Regions from separate parts of the Gossypium hirsutum genome. Here region 2 is linked to region 1. The links are chromatin contacts, called in public Hi-C maps. All regions are on one chromosome and are shown on one strand. The core of a region is the stretch at or near the end of the contact, and the rest is flanking DNA. Distances in the headings are between cores, read along the strand shown.

Evidence for each region. Hi-C and Micro-C count contacts between places; a contact is called where the count stands out from the background.
Region 2: a Hi-C map of leaf shows a contact between it and region 1, with 2.2 times the contacts expected there. The contact joins the enhancer-like site here to the promoter of LOC107898581 in region 1. A contact is called at or near these places in 2 of 34 Hi-C or Micro-C datasets (both in leaf).

The regions. Positions count from the first base shown.
Region 1 is chrA11:47,112,857-47,115,578 of Gossypium_hirsutum_v2.1, forward strand. LOC107898581 (annexin D2) reads left to right here and starts at 1,453. Exons shown (of 5, transcript XM_016824087.2): 1 at 1,453-1,810; 2 at 2,503-2,648. The coding sequence starts at 1,735.
Region 2 is chrA11:48,077,330-48,080,029 of Gossypium_hirsutum_v2.1, forward strand. No RefSeq gene overlaps it. Among protein-coding and RNA genes, the nearest start is that of LOC107897318, 8.5 kb to the right of the region's middle. Within about 2 kb of position 1,357, at least 6 of the 9 cell types and tissues checked have an H3K27ac peak or open chromatin away from gene starts, as enhancers often do. A contact at or near this core is called in leaf, where this site is marked.

The DNA of each region.
Region 1 (2,722 bases), core at 203-2,702:
AATTAAAAAAATAATGATATTTTTAAAGGTTAAAATATGTCATAAGTTCTTGTGTTTTTTATAAGTTTAGAATTTAATCATTATACTTTTATTTCTAAGAATTTAGTCTTTTTACTTTTTAGATTTCAAAATTTAAGATAATTGTTAAAATTATTTAAATTCATTACAACGTCATTCTTTTAATTATATTGCTACAAAGTGATTTTTTTTAATTTTAAAATGTCATCAACAAATTTAACCAAAATAATTTAACAATGTTAATATTAGACCTTAATTTTGAAAATTGAAAAATAAAAAGACTAATTTTTAAATTGATTCTTAAACACAAATCCGGATGTTGACTAACATTTTTCTTTTATTTTTATTAAAGACAATAAATGCGTTGGGTAAATTATTAAAATAATCATTTTTATTTCTCTCATGTTATATTTTAGTTATTTATATTTGAAATATTATATTTTAGTCATTTACGTTATTGTGTTGTAACATTTTAGTCATCGAGCATTAATTTCCGTTAACAGTGTAACAATAAGCTGAGGTGGCACATTAAATTATCATTTGAAACGAAAATTTTAGGTTAAATTATACAATTGGTCTTTATATTTTTTCCGTTTTGAGCAATTTAATTTTTTTCCTTTTATGTTAAAGGAGATGAAGAATGGAGGAAAATAGAAGGAGAAGCAGAAGAGAATGAAAAATAAAAAACATAAAATAATTTTTTGTGCTCAAAAACAAAAAAAATATATGGGAATCAATTGTTTAATTTAACTTAAAATTTTTGTTTGAAATGATGATTTAAAGTGCCACATCAGCTTACCGTTACACCGTTAATGATAATTAACGGTTTAGTGTCTAAAATGTTACAACACGTTAATGTAAATGACTAAAACGTAACATTTTAAATATAAATAATAAAAATATAATTTAAAGAAACAAAAATAACTGTTTTAATAGTTTACTTAATAAGTTAATTATTCTTATATAGTGAGTTGTATAGAAATGTTTAGAATTTTAAAGAGTTTAATCTATGATCTAGTTTTTAAAATATTTTAATTAAATTTTAAAAATATTAATATTACAAAAATTCCCTTTCATTAAGTTTGTCATTTAATATCATCTTAAACTCAACATGGAGCATACATATGATAAAATTGTTAGCAAGTATATACCTATTAGATGAATAATTTAGAATTTACATGTTAAAGAAAAAATAGCTCTCTTAAATTTTGTTGATGTTGTCTACTTTAATATATTAGATTCATGCTATTCATGTGATGGGTACATATACTTTACAATTTAACTCAAACGTATTTTAAGTATGTTTGACATTATATTCGAATTGCTATTAAACACCTAAATTGAGGATTAGATTGAAATATTTTAAAATTTAGAATTTAAATGAAGTTTGGTGACGATTACATTATCAGATGTGAACGTTTGAAAACGTGAGCAGTTTGGCTTTAACACCCAACAATCCTCCAACACGTCTACTGTTTTATGATCACAGGTAAGAACCATCGCTCTATTACAATAATATCTTGTTCTGTCGTTACGTATTATTGCCTCAAAAGTGATGAAAGTTGAAAAGAATGGCGGAAATTTCCATGTGATTAGTACTTTATTTTTTGCCAATAAAATTATTTTCTATGCACTATATAAAGTACCTTAGCCAATTTTCCTCATCACCATCGTCTGCTATTCTTCACAAAAAAGAAAAGAAAAAATACAGTGAAAATGGCAACCCTTAAGGTTCCAGCTCATGTACCTGCCCCTTCTGAGGATGCTGAGCAACTTCGTAAAGCTTTTGAAGGTCTTTCTTTATCTTTTCTAAAATGGATATTTGATCCGTCTCTCTTTTTTTTTCTTTTAAAAAGTGAAGATGCTCCCTTTTACTTGATTTGTTGTTGTTGACCTGATACATTGTTTTGGATCATGGGTTTTATTTACTTTGACTGATCGGCTCTCTTCTTTCCTGGTTTCATCTTTCATGTTTTGTTATCTGTCTTTTGTGTTATGATTTCTGGAAGTAGGTGATGTGATTTGATGAGACTAAAGGGTTTTTTTTTTCTTCTTATTCAAAGGGATCTTTTTTTTTTTAAAAAAATTCTAAGAATGAAATTTGACTGAACTCTGATAATGTATTTTCTGATCTGATCTGATAACTGTTGTTTTCTTAAACTGACTGTATTTTATCACCATCTCTGCACTTTGAATGACCATTGTAATTTTGGGATTACATGGGAAGGGGATTGTTGAACCAAACATTTCTGAATGAATTTTGGCTTGATTTGAAGTAAGGTTAGAAGGGTACTTGGGACTTGGATTATATTCCTAGTTTCATCAGATTCACCTTTGCGAAACAAATCATTGGGATCTTGTATAGTAATCTAGCTTTTGTTTGCTGCAAGACCATCATTTATGGGTATGAAATAATGTTTAGATTTGTGCTATTTTGGGTGTAAAAATTGATTACTCACATTAATTTTTGCTGGTGTTTTGCAGGATGGGGTACAAATGAGCAATTGATTATCGACATATTGGCTCACAGGAATGCAGCTCAGCGCAATTTGATTCGTAAAACTTATCGTGAAGCTTATGGGGAAGATCTCCTTAAGTCTTTGGATGAGGAACTTTCAAGTGACTTTGAGGTGAGGTTTTGACTTTCATTTTTCTTAATCTGGTTGATGATATCACAACATTTTACATGGCCGAGTTATCTAAT
Region 2 (2,700 bases), core at 107-2,606, 960 kb after region 1:
ACATGCATTGATTATGTGACCAAATACATAAATTCCCATACATATAATTAATACTCATTCCAATAATTTTCACAAGGTTAAATACCCATACCTAGTTCACAAATAATCCTCATTTGTAGTACACACAATTTGTAATGAGTATCAATTTACACACTTACCTTATTTTAAATAAACCTCAAGCTAATTCATACCTGGTCATTTAGCTCGTTTTACACACTCGAATACAACTTATCTTTGCCCGATGAACCATTCGGAGTTGGATAGGACACTTGGTTAATCACATAAATCGTACAATGCCAACGTCCCAGACGTAGTCTTACATGTAACCACATATCGATGTCACTGTCCCAGATAGGGTCTTACTCGTAAACACATATCGGAATCACATATCGATGCCATGGTCTTACTCGCACACATATATTGAAATCCTGTGTCATGACATATGTATCCTAACTATTCCTAAGGTTCATACGGGGCTTTCGAACGTCATAACTCGGTCGAATCGAACTCGGAAGTGTAGTAGTCAAATTTAATCATTTTCGGCCATAGCATATTAAAATTCTACATTTCATAACAGCATATAAATATAACATTTAATTACCAAATAAACAAGTCTTTTTGCTTATAAACTTACCTCGGATGTCGTAAAATGGGACGGGGCTGCTAGTCGACAACTTTCGTTTTTCCCCGGTCCAAATCCTATTTCTTTATTTCTTGATCTTGAATTTAGCTTGCAAGATGGCCGAACCCTATTTCTTTTTCTTTTTCTTTGGTTATTTTGATATTCGGCTAGTAGAAAGTATGAACACATTATGATTTGTCTTATTATTTTATAATATACTTTATATTATAACATTTTATTACATAAGTTACTATTTTACCCTTACTTATTATTATGTATAAATTGCTTTCTAATAGCCGAATGTGTCCATGCAAGTATGTAAAGGTGTATTTGCATTATAGGTGTTTCCATTAATAAAGACAATAGCAATTAAGTACTTTCACATTTAACCACTAAATTTTTATCTTACGCGATTGAGTCCTTTTATTTAATCGAACACCTAAATGATCAAATTAAATCACGAAAATTTCAAAGATATAAATTCACACAAAATAAACACAGAAAATAATTTTTAAATATTTTTTGACTCGAATTCATGGTCCCGAAACCACTGTTCTGTTTAGGATCTTAATTGGGCTGTTACAATTTTGGTGGTCTAGAAGGCAAGATTGGAGACGTGAGTTTAAGAGAAGAAGATTTGGAGGCTACCAAGATGGTTAAGAAGTCCGATAAGGCAGGAGTGGCTAATAAACCTAGAGGTTCAAGTAGTGGGTTTACTAAAGCAAAAGGGAAAGAGGTCTGAATAGGTGGTGGGCTAAAGCCAACTCTAATATCCTCAAGCCTTTTAATAAAATGGGTTCTGCTGGGTAGAAAAGTAATCCTTTTGATGATAGATCAAATATGGGGCCTGTGGTTTTAGAAAAGGATTTGGATTCTTTCCAATTATAATCAACAAGGTTTGTCTTAAATTCTAATAGAAATGTTGCCATCAAAATTGTGAACAAACCAGGTAGTTCAATAGATTTAGAGATACAAAGCTGAAATTATAATGCAATTGTGAACTGGAATTTGGGGGAAAACTTTGGTCAAAGATCGATGGAGGTTATTAACAAAGCTTCTGGCGAAAGAGAGAGATGTACTTGGATTATTGATTTTGTTGATGATTTTTCAATTGTTCCGATAGTAGCAGCCATGGAGGAAATTATACATGGATTGTCGAAAGAGGTCGAAAAAGACACTAGTATGAAAGGAGGAATTTCTTATGTGATTGGGTCAAAGACTAGGCCTTCTATAAATGTTGTGAATTCCTGAGATGATAGATATTTTTTTTACAATTTTTTTTTTATTTTGTGGGTGATGGTTCCAGACTTACATTTATTTTTTTGGAATGCTCAAGGGTGTGGTCACCCCTGCTTTCATAGTTTCATGAAGAAATATAAGAATGAGGTTCGGCCAAATATTGTTGCTATTTTCGAAACTAGGATAAGTGGATGTAAGGTGGATATAGTTATCGCAAAATTTGGTTTTGATAATTCATTCAGAGTGGAAGCTTCTAGTTCCGTGGGAGGTTTGTGGATTCTCTGGAATGATGATTTTGGTGTGGAAATTTTGAATCTTCACTCTTAGTTTGTTTATATGCATATCTCTTTTTTTTTTCTACTATTTATGCTAGCCTTCATCGCAGTTCAAGGGCTCAATTATGGGTTAAACTAAGTCAAATCTCGACTATAGTGCAAGAACTTTGGTTGATTGCGGGAGATTTTAATGCTATCTTAAGGGGTCATGAGCAGAAATGAGAGTCTAATATGCGAAAAAATAGTTGTAGCCATTTCAGATCCTTTGTCTTTGATAATGGTTTATATGATTTGAGATTTCAGGGACCTTATTTTACATGGAATAGAGGCAATTTATTTAAGAGACTGGATAGATCTCTTTGTAATGATTTTTGGCATTCCTTTGCGCCTAACACCATTGTTCGCCATTTGTATAAACTAAAATCAGACCATCAACCTTTTGTTGTCTCAGAATCTTCAACAAAGACTAATAATGGAGTAAGACTATTTCACTTCCTAGCTAGCTAGCTTTTACATCCAGATTTTTAAAATGTGGTGGGAGAATCTTAAGAGCTAAGAAGGTAT